2 separate regions of the Macaca mulatta genome follow, and region 1 is linked to region 2. A link is a contact called in public Hi-C data. All regions are on one chromosome and are shown on one strand. The core of a region is the stretch at or near the end of the contact, and the rest is flanking DNA. Distances in the headings are between cores, read along the strand shown.

Evidence for each region. Hi-C and Micro-C count contacts between places; a contact is called where the count stands out from the background.
Region 1: a Hi-C map of cortical neurons shows a contact between it and region 2, with 4 times the contacts expected there. The contact joins the promoter of RAB23 here to the promoter of PRIM2 in region 2.

The regions. Positions count from the first base shown.
Region 1 is chr4:125,068,024-125,074,428 of T2T-MMU8v2.0, reverse strand. RAB23 (RAB23, member RAS oncogene family) reads right to left here and starts at 3,557. Exons shown (of 7, transcript NM_001261741.1): 1 at 3,532-3,557.
Region 2 is chr4:124,988,104-124,993,748 of T2T-MMU8v2.0, reverse strand. PRIM2 (DNA primase subunit 2) reads left to right here and starts at 1,384. Exons shown (of 14, transcript NM_001266600.1): 1 at 1,384-1,430; 2 at 2,179-2,341; 3 at 4,214-4,317. The coding sequence starts at 2,188.

The sequences.
Region 1 (6,405 bases), core at 2,308-4,807, 79 kb before region 2:
GAGCAAACTAGAAATAGAATGGGACTTCTTCGACCTGGTAAAAGGCACCTATAGGCCAAGTACAGTGGCTCACGTCTGTAATCCTAACACTTTGGGAGGCTGCAGCGGCAGATTGTCTGAGCTCAAGAGTTCGAGACCAGCCTGGGCAACATGGTGAAACTCCGTCTCAACTAAAAATACAAAAAAATAACTGGGTGTGGGAGTGCTCACCTGTAATCCCAGCTACTCAGGAGACAGAGGCACAAGAATTGCTTGAACCAGGGAGGCAGAGGTTGCTGTGAGCTGAGATCATACCACTGCACTCCAGCCTGGATGACAGAGTGAGATTCTGTCTCAAAAAAAAAAAAAGCATCTATAACATAAAACAATTCTGGAAGACTGCTTTCCTCTGATTGGGAACAAGGTAAGGATATCTATTCTCACTACTCCTATTCATCATACATGAAGTTCTAGTCATTGTAATAGGAAACAAAAATAAATAAAACACAGATTAGGAAAAAAATAAATAAAACTTTCTCTATTCACAAGTGACATGATTATCTCTGTAGAAAAACCCATGGAATCTACCAAAAATTTAAAAACCAAACCCTGAACTAATGAGTTTAGCAAAGTCAGAGGACATATGCACAACACACAAAATTCAATTGTATTTCCACATACAATGTACAATTTGAAACCAGTATTTTTTAGAATGAGATTTACAATAGCTCAAAAAACATTAAATACTTAGGTATAAATGTAACAAAACATGTACACAATCTGTATGCTGAAAACTATAAAACACTAAACAAATCAAAGACCTAAATAAATGGAAAGACATATCATGTTCATGGATTGGGAGACTCAACAAAGTAAACTTAGCAATTTTCCCTAAATTGATCTGTGGGTGTAATACAATTTCAGTCAAAGCACCAGCAAATTTTTCTGTATCCACAAGTTGATTCTAAACTTTATACACAAAGGTAAAAGAATCAGAATAGCTAAAACAATTTTGAAAAAGAATGAAACTGAAGGAAATTATACTACCTGGTTTTAAGACATTACAATGCTAAATTAACAAAGTGTGATACTGGCCAAGGGAAAGTTAAGTAAATCAGTGGAACAAAACAGGCCCAAAATAGACCCTCACAAATAAAGCCAATTGATTTTTAACAAAGATGCAAAAGCAATTCAATGGAGAGAAGACAGTCTTTTCAACAAATGCTGATGGAACAACTGGACGTCCATAAGCAAAAAAGTAAACCTTCACACCTTATACAATTAACTCAAATGGATCACAGATCTAAATGGAATACTTTTATAAAACAATTTTTAGAAGGAGAAAAATCTTGACCTGTTAGGCAGAGTTCTTAGACATGACACCAGAAGATCCATAAAAGGAAAAATTGATACTGGACTTCACCAAAATTAAAAACACTGCTGTCTGAAAGACACTGTTAGAATGAAAAGACAAGACAGACTGGAAGAAAATACCTGAAAAACATGTAACTGACATATAATTTGTATCCAGAACATAAAAAGAACCCTCAAAATTCAACATAAGAAAACAGACCAATTTAAAAATGGGCAAGAGACTTGGCCAGATACCTCACCAATGACTCCATGTGGCAAATGAACACATGAAAACATGTACAACATCTTTAGCCATCAGTTAAAGGCACATTAAAACCACAATGAGATACCACTACACACCTATTAAAATGGCTAAGTCTTAAAAAACTGACACTACCAAATGCTGGGAGTATGTGGAGCAACTACAACTCTCACATGTTGCTTGTGGGAATGCAAAATGACACAGACACTCCAGAAAAGAGTTTAACAGTGTTTTTTTTAAATTAAACATACATTTACCATATGACCCTGCAATCCACTTGTAGCAATACCCTAGAGAAATGAAAACATGTCCATACAAAAAACCTTTACATGGTATTTATAGCAGATTGATTCATAATCACAGAAAACTGAAAACAACCTCAATGTCCTTCAATGGGCAGATGTAGAAACAAACTGTAGCATTTCCACATAATAAAACAGTACTCAGCAATATGAAAAAAAATTATCCATACATGAAACAACTTGGAAAAATCTTAAAGGCATTTTGCTGAGTGAAAAAAAAGCTAATATCCAAAGATTACCAACTGTTATGATTCCATTTCTAGAAAATATTAATAATTGCCAGGGGTAAGTAGTATGATACAAAGGGATCACATTAGGTTTTTTTTTTTCTGTGAGGGCGGGGAGTGATAGATTTGTTCTACATCCTTATTGTAGTGGTGGTTACATGAGTCTAAAATTCGCAGAACTGCACACCGAAAAAAAGATCAATTTTACCATATACTTTTAAAAATAATACATTAATTTCCTTAAAATAAATTTAAAGAGGCCGGGCGCGGTGGCTCAAGCCTGTAATCCCAGCACTTTGGGAGGCCGAGACGGGTGGATCACGAGGTCAGGAGAGCGAGACCATCCTGGCTAACACGGTGAAACCCCATCTCTACTAAGAAATACAAAAAAAAAAAATAGCCGGGCGAGGTGGTGGGCGCCTGTAGTCCCAGCTACTCGGGAGGCTGAGGCCGGAGAATGGCGTGAACCCGGGAGGCGGAGCTTGCAGTGAGCTGAGATCCGGCCACTGCACTCCAGCCTGGGCTACAGAGCGAGACTCCGTCTCAAAAAAAATAAATAAATAAATTTAAAGAAAAAAGCCAAATTAAATGTTAACAGGCAGTCAGACTCTTGCTTTTCAGAAACTACTCCATAGACTTAAAGCACTAGGTCAAAACAATTACGTTCCTAGAAATAAGCATAATTCTGAGTATAATTAAAGACCTTGACAATAATACTTTATATAAACACCCTTTCCCCAAAACTTAACATTTTGCTAATGCAGTCTAATAAATTAGAAAAACAAAGGGTGAGTTAACTCACCAATCAAAAGGTTGTTTTCTCACAACGGCCTTTATTTAAGTAGAAGTACAGTTATATTTGTAAAAATACTGAAAAACTTCTTAGGGTCAATGAAATTACCTGGATGTTAGGAGATATATAAAAACCTAGAGAAGTTAACAGCCCTTTTCAGACCCCACTGCCACTTCACTAGCTCTTGATAAGGAAGTTCTTACTCTCACACGCTCTCACGTTCTTACTCCAGGGAACTGCCGATGGCTCCTCGGATCTCCGAGTAAAGTTAAGTCTGTAGCAACCAGTGTCAATGGAACAGCACAATTTGGCTCATTTATATTCCAGCATTCTATGAGCAAGAAACTAGGGAAGGGTGGGGTCGCGGGTAAAGAGGGGTCGCACTGCAGGGAGAAGAGGAGTCTACATGCCTTGATGGAGCTGAGGACCCTCTTCGCCGTCAAACCTAACCTGAGCACTTCACGCCCTCACCGGTGTCCGGCCCAGCCTGGGTCGCCCCTTCCCCATTCAGGACTTGGGGCAGGCAAAAAGCCGAACTCTCGGCCAGACTGGGGCCGCAGCGCCGCCCCTGCTCCATCCCTCTTTCCCGCCCACCTGGCAATTCCAGGTACCGACCGCTGGGAGCTGGGAGGGGGCGCCGGGCTGGCGCTGCCGCCCACCTTCTCTAGCTGGAACTTGGGATCGATGCTCAAGGGCTGGAGAGCCGGCGCTCGGCTGTTCGAACCCGGGGATGGGGGAGCCGGGCCTGGAGGCCCCTGCCCACTCCCGAGAGTAAGGCACAACCCGGGACCCCGGGGAGAAGCTGACTCTTCCCCAGTGGAGCCGGACGAACCCCTAGCCGCTGGAGAGGGCGAATGAGTGCAGCGTGGCTGCACCGCAGCGCGAGCCGCTACTCACCGTCCCCCGCCCGCCGCGGACCCGCCGCCCGGCGCCACCGGCTCCTCCTGGTCGCGGCGCAACCGCTGCCGCCACTGCCTCCTCCCGACGCGCCGGTTCTCCCTGCGGGGCCGCGCGGCTAGTTCGCACCCTCTTTCGCTCTCTTAAGAATGATTATGATTTTTAAACGAACTTTATTGGTAGCCAGGGCTCAGATTGAGTGGCTCAGCAGCAGCTCCGATGAGGATGGTGGGGCGCGGGAGTCTCGACTCCCCTCATCTGAGGACCCGCCGCGCTGCGGAGCATGCGCCGTGCTTCGTTTGCGCGTGCTCTGTGCAGACCAGCGGCCCTGCCCCGCCCATGTTCTGGCGGGTGGCGGGCGGCAGCTCAGCTTTCCAGGCGCCTCCAAGGGATCCCGGGAGGGCAGTGGAGAGACCAGAGGCGAGCCCGATCTCCTAGATCGTGAACACTAGAAAAGAGAGATAGGCCAATGACGGTCTGCATAAGTTTCACAGAGTTATCACACTTCCAGAGTCCTCAAAGGGCTTGCCCCGCATCGGACACATACCTTATTTTCTTGACCAGATGACATCTTAAGTGGCCGAGTGAGCAAAAAATGTCGAACAAAGTCGAAAACGCACACACACAGCCTGCAGGATTTGGCTGGACAAAATAGAAGCCTGAGATGGTTAATTATTCAGAGAAGCAAACCAAAAACGAAAAGGTCCCGCAAAAGCAATCTCAACTTTGTTTGCTTCAGTTGTTTTTATATTTCAAAATAAAATAGAATAGAAAAAAAACATGGAAAATACCAAGTGTTGGCCAGGATGTAAAGTCACTGCATTCTTCTACTCTGCTGCTGGAATGTAAACTGGAACAACTCCTTTGAACAACAGTTTGGGACTGTCTGCAAAAGGTGCACACCCTATGGCCCCGCAGTTCCACGCCTCCATATAGAGCAAAGAGAAAGGAATACTTAGGGTGCATCGACAGTCAGGTATCAGAATGTTCGTAGCTGCATTTATTGTAATAATTCCTTAATGAGAATAACCCAAAAGACCATCAACAATAGAATAAATGAATGAAATTACACAGGGTTCGCATAATAAAACACTATACAGCAACGCAAAGAACCATCTGCAATAATTACGGGTAACAACGTGGATCAACTGCGGAAACCTAATGCCCAGCATAAAAAGACAACAAAAGTACACATGGCATAAGTCCATTTCTATAAAGTACAAAAACAGAAGAACTAAGCTGCTCAAAGTTAGCATAATGGTTACCTTGGTGGGCAGGGGATAGTGACTGGAAGGAGTTAGCAACTAGAAGAGGGGCTTCCAGTTAGCAACTGAAAGAGGGGCTTCCTTCTAGTAAGGTTCTCTCTGTTGATTTTGGCGCTAGTTATAAAAGCATGTCCATTTGTGAAAATTCATGCTGTACTCTTATGCACATTTTTCTGTATGTGAATTATACTTCACACTTAATAATTTTAAAAATTAAGTGGAGATTGTTTTAATTATAATAGCAATAGTATTTGTAAGAAATTTAATATCAAGTAGCTAACAGATTTATCTCTAGGATTTGGTTGGCAGTCTCTTAAATTTGAGTAACATACTGATGCCCTTTCTGAGAAAAAAAAAATGATTAAAAAGTTGGCAAATGACTTGAATAGACATTTCTCCAAAGAAGATATACAAATAGCCAATGAGCCCATGAAAAGAGACTCAAGGTCACTAATCATGAGGGAAATGCAACTCAAAACCATGAGATACAACTTCACACTCATTAGAATGATGATTATAAACAAAGCAGAACAGAAAATAAATAAGAGTGTTGGCAAGGATGTGGAAAAATTACAACCTTTGTGTGCTGCTGGTGGGAATGTAAAATGGTACAGCCACTATGGAAAATTGTATGGTTCATCAGAATATTAAAAATAGAATTATCATATGATTAAATAATTCCACTTCTGAGTATATATCCAAAAAAATTGAAAACAGGGACTCAAAAAAGACATTTGTTCAACCATGTTTATAGCAGCATTATTCACAATAGCCAAAGGGTGGAAGCAACCCAAGTGTCCGTCAATGGATGAATGGATGAACAAAGTGGTATATACATGGAGTAAAATATTATTCAGCCTTAAAAAAGGAGGGACCCAGGCGTGGCGATGTATCCCTGTAATCCCAGCTACTTAGGAGGCTGAGATGGGAGGATCACTTGAATCCAGGAGTTCAAGACCAGCCTGGACAAATCCTGTCTCAAAAATAAGAGAGAGGGAAATTCTGACACATGTTACAGCATGGATGAAGCTTGAAGACATTATGCGTAGTCACAAAAGGACAAATGCTGTATGATTCAACTTATCTAAGGTACATAGAGTAGTCAAATTCATAGATACAGTTGGGGGGTGGGAAGTGGTTGTGGGGAAGGAAGGGCAGGTGGTGAATGGGGAGTGAGTGTTTTATGTCTACAGTTTTAGCTTTGCAAGATGAAAAAAGTCTGGAGATAGATGGTGGTGATGGTTGCACAATGATGTGAATATACCTGATGCTCTTGAACTTTATACTTAAAAATGGCTAAAAATGATAAATTTTATGTTTTATGTAT
Region 2 (5,645 bases), core at 135-2,634:
TAGCTGGGATTACAGATCCCAGCTACTCGGGAGGCTGAGGCAGGAGAATTGCTTGAACCCGGGAGGCAGAGGTTGTAGTGAGCCGAGATCGCTCCACTGCACTCCAGGGTGGGCCACAGAACAAGACTCTGTCTCGGGTAGTGGTGGTGTGTCGGGGCGGGGGGGCGGGGGGGAATAGCCTATCTTAAATGGTTGTGAGAATAAAATGAGTTGATATGTAAACCACTTAGAACAGGTCCTGGTATAAAGTCAGTGCCAGCCACAGTTTAGTCCAGGCTGGGTAGATGCTCTGAAGCTTGAGACTGTTTCAATGTACTTTGCATTTCTAAGAACATGAACATTTCAAAACATTCAGTTGATCGCCTAACGACTACCTATACCGGAGCCTCATTCCAGCACATTTGTAAGCAAGGCACGCCTCCTAGAGGCCACGAGTGAAGTTAATTTCTAGTTCTCGAAAATCTTACAGACAGAACTGGTGTGGTGGCTCTGACGGTGGCACCGCTTGTGAGTCTGCAGTAAGACATCTGGAAAGCAAGCGGCACGTCCGCGTTATCTACAGTGCTTCCACTTCTTCCACCCTATCTTCCCTCCGAGGCTGGGTTCTTCTAATTCCTGTAGACTGCAGAGCGATTTCTGCGAATGTTCATTCTTTCATTCATTCTAGTTCATTCCACAGATAATTCAGCCGCGCGCTTACTCTGTGCGAGGCATTGCCGGGGAGCGGGGAGGGAACTGAACGTGGAACCTGCCAGTAGGATCTTGCCGCCCAATCCGAAATTCAAACTATGTATTGTATGTAGCTAATGATGATCTTGTAACTTGTTTCCTCATCTGCCAAATGGGGGTAATACGACCGTATAGGACCTTAAACGTCGCTGAAAGATTAAACGAGGGGAAAAAAGAGCCCTTAATAGTGAGCTAGGTGCAAAAAGGATCCTAATGCTTTTTTTCCTCATTCCTCCCCAGATTGAAAGTGATGAGTGCCAGCTCTGCGGGTTAAAGCGCCATATTCTCCTCAATATACGGAATATTTGTTAGTGTCCCCAAACGAACTTACATTGGTTCAATTTTCGGCGTATGGGAGTTTTCTCCACTAGCATTCAGCACCCCAGTTTCAACCGTTAAAAGCTACCTACTCCACGTACGGGAAATGCATCTTAAAATTTGGAAAAAAGAAATCCCCAAAACATTGACATCCAAACATTTTAAAGCTGCCAAAGTCCGTGAAACGCCTTGAGCTCCCAGACGCGCTTCACTGAGCATGCCCAGAGCCCCAGGCACAACCCCCTCCAAGCGGCCGAGGGGAGGTGGGGGAGGGCGGGCCTTCCGTGCTAATCGCTTCCGCTTCCGGTTTCATATGAACTCTCCCGCCACCCGGGAGCGGTAGCTGTCAGCGTTTGTGTTTCCCCGAGTTTGAATTCTTGCAGGTAAGGGAAACTCCCGCGAATTTAGGACAGAGAGCAATTCTGTTGTTGAGGCTTGCAAGTCGACAGAAAGGAGAGACGGATCACTTTGCAGGCAGCAGGAGCAGAAGGACAAACTTGGCGGGTTGAGAGTAGTGGGTATTGGTTGATTGGTTGGGGCAGACACTCAGGTACCAGGGAGGAGTTGGGGGCAGATAGGTTTGCTAGTGGAGTGGGCAGAGGTGTTGGGGATGGAACTTTTATAAGGCACTTGTGGATGTTCCCGAAAAGGAGTTCCGAAAGACAGTTGTTCTGTTTCCCAGAGTCATAACAGAGAAAGTGAGTAACTGGACCCAGTCCATCAAGTGAGACCCTCATTTAGCCAGAACCTACAGCACTCTCCTCTAAGTTCAGGATTGCAGACCACGTAAAACCTTATATTAACTCTTGGGATCGTAAAGATCCAGGAGCAGTGACACACAGGCCTGTAATGAGCAGGCAACATCACCTGACTTTCATGTTGCTGAAAATTAGGATCACCACCTGCGTCTGCTCTAGCGCCTCTCCCACCCCCATTACAAAATTATTATAGGTGTATTGTAGAAAATCTGGAAAAGAGAGAAGGACATCACCCAGGAATTGCCACTGCTAACATTTTGTGCATGCCTTCAAGTCCATTTTTTTTTTTCTGTTTGTGTAATTATTTTTTCGTGTTTTCTTTTTCCAACTTTATTTTCCATAATTTTATGCTTTTTATATGCTTCCTTCTAAGGTGACCAAGATGGAGTTTTCCAAAAAAAAGTGGAGGATGCCGAGATTGGCAGGTGACCAGAGGAATGCTTCCTACCCTCATTGCCTTCAGTTTTACTTGCAGCCACCGTCTGAAAACATATCTTTAATAGAATTTGAAAACTTGGCTATTGATAGAGTTAAATGTAAGTACTATTTAAATTAGAATGTATATATTCTTGAGAAACTTACTTACCCTTTGTGAGAATGAATGAAGGTAATTTATTTCCTTCATTCAGCAATCCATTCAACAAATATTTATTGAGATAATTCATTTCCTTCATTCAGCAATCCATTCAAGAAATATTTGTTGAGGGTTTGGTACTCATTCATTTATTTATTGTACAGTGCATATTATTGAGTGCCATTATGTTCTAGGTGGCAGGGATTTTGATATGAATAATGTTATTTTTTGTTGAAGTTGTATTCTAGTACATGGAGACAGACATCCAAAATAATAGTCATAATTCAGTATTTTAACTGCTCTAGAAGTAAATGGTGGTGCTGTTGAAACAAAGAAGTGGGAGTGACTGACTTAGTCTGATTAAATAAGCTTCTTAGAGAAGTTGAAATGTGATCTGGACCTTGAAGAATGGGTAGAAATTTTCCAGCAGAGAAGAAGTGAAGAGTTTTTCCAAGCTGACATAATGGCCTATACAAAGGCTTGGAGCATGAAAGAGAATTTCATATTTGAGGTAACAGTAACAAGTTCAGGAATTCAGGGTGGATGGAGAAGTATGGAGGGCATTTTGTGCCATGCTAATGATATGATATCGGGGTGTAAGAAGGATGTGGCCATTGTCCTGGGGGCCTACTTAATCCTCAGTGTGTTGCTAGAGAAAAGAATGGGCTAGACATGAATTGAAACAGAAACACTAGTGTTGTTTTCAGAGTTTATGTTCCAGGATATCCTTGTGGGGAAATCAGAATGAAAGGTGAGACACTGGTAATCATTCTTAGAGGAGCAGGGTAAGCACTGCTAATACAGAGAGGAGGCACTCAGTGCCTGTGTGTTGAATGAAAGAATGAAGACAAGGGAGAAAAGGGTTTTAGAAAGCTTAGCAGTGTCAGATACTTCATAGGGATTAAGACGGTGATTGAAAAGTGTCCCTTGGGTTTGGCACTTGAGGTGAAATGATACGAGCCTGAACTATGATAGTGACAATGGCAATGATAGGAAGGGAGAGAGTTAAGGGATACTGAGGGAGGTAACATGGATAGGATTTGGTGACTGGATATGAGGAGTGAGGGAGCAGATGTGGAGTGGCTGAAGTTCCTGCTTGGATGATCTCATGCATAGAAACTCTGCTGATGGAGATGGGCATGGCAGGAAGAAAAGTAGGAATGAGGGGAGGATAATTAATTTGGATATGCATACCTGTGGGACATGGGGTTTATGTTCCTGAGACAATTAGAAGTTCTTCATTCTTGACTTCAAAAATGCCTCCAGAGAATAATTCATCTGAGGAAAGATTGATAAGGTGCTTTAGGAACCTTTGAACAGTATGTAGCATCTGTTCAGGATGGTTCATTTGGCTGATTGGATGGCCCTTCTTCTTCACTGTTGTGCCCTGTCCTCGGCTTCATCAGGAAAGGAAGGGATGCTTTTTTCCTGTTGAATCTATGCCAAGTGAATGACGCCTGCTGCGTAACAGGCAGCTCACAAATGAAGGATGCAAACAAGGAGTGCCTAGTTTTTTTCCCATACTGACATACTTTTCTGTTCCTCAGCAGCAGCAGCTCAGTACGGGAATGATTATTCACCGTCCATCCCTCTTCCCTGATTGAGAATCCCTGGTATTAGATTATGCTATGAGACATGGATATTTTCTGCACATAGATGGACATTATCATCTTATAAGCATATATAGTTTATATAATGTAGTTACAGGAAATAAACTGGCAATTACTTGTCATATTCTATAAACAAGTAATTATGGAATTGCCCTCCATAGATTTTGTTTTGGATTTAGTTTTAAAACATTATCTTGCATTTGTACCTTTTTTCTTTTTTTTAGTGTTAAAATCAGTTGAAAATCTTGGAGTGAGCTATGTGAAGGGAACTGAACAATACCAGAGTAAGTTGGAGAGTGAGCTTCGAAAGCTCAAGTTTTCCTACAGAGTAAGTAAAAAAGGAAAAAAAGTTCCTTCAGTTTCCATATATGTATGTGTCGGGTGTCACTTGTGGGAAAGGTATTATATTAGGCACTGGGCTTTTATAAAGACTAATATATCATGATCTCTGCCTGGAGATTCTTCAGTCTATTAGGGGTGATTGACATGAAGTCAGATGATTATAATATGGCAGGGTTTCTCAACCTCAGGACTAACATCATTTTGGGTCTAACAATTCCTTGTTGCAGGGACTCTCCTGTGCGTTGTAGGATGCTCAGTGGCATCTCTGGCTTTTACCCCTACATATTTCCAGACATTGCCAAATGTATCCCGTGCAATACAGGACGATGACTGTGTTTATAGATGCATGCTCCAGGAACTCCAAAAACATATATAATTATGCAGCTCAGATTGGGGAGGTTTGGGATGGCTTTCCAGAAGAGGTAGTAGTGGAGCTGCATGTTGACAGATGTGGTTAGATTTTCATTTTGGGAAGATGACTGCCAACTGCAGATTGACAGGATCATGTCTGTTAGGAGGGAAACCAGTTAGAAGCCTGGAAATGATGAGAGTCTGAATTAAATGAGAGAAGGGGACTGGTTGAAGAGGTATTAAGAAGGTAGAATCAAAAGGTTTTAGTGACTGATTGTAGGGGGAATGGAGAGAGAAGAGTTATAAATGACACCCAGGTTTCTAGTTAGGAAAATTAGTGGATGGTGGTAATATTTTGAGATGTGATATGCAGGAGGGGAAGCAAGTCTTGGAAGATGTAGAGTTTAGTTCTTAACATGAATTTGAGGTGCCTGTGGAGATGTCTAGTGGACAATTGGATACACAGGTCTGAATATACAGGAAGACATCTGGTGGGAGTATAGATTTAGCAGAAGGTTGGAATCACCAGGAGTAGGTAAGAGCACCCTAGGAAGATATTTGAGAGAGAAGAGATGATGGTGGAAGTAAAGACATGAGGAATACCAGTATTGAAGGTAAAGTAGAATTGGAGGAGTTTGGGAAGGAGAATGGAAAGGAGCTTTCTCAGAAGTAGGAGATGAACCAGGATAGTAGTGTCGTAGAAGCCAAGGAGGGCTAGAGTTTCAATAATAATGATCATGATATTAATAATGATAATAGGGAATAACAACAGCAGATATTTATATTAATAGTATGTTTACTATATACCAGACCTTGTTCTAAGTGCATTACATATATTAGCCCATGTATGTAATTCATACAGCAGTCTTATGAGGTAGGTATTATTATCATCCCTATTTTACAGATACAACCTATTTATTCACAGACTGAATAATTTGCCCAAGCTCATAAGATGGTAAATGG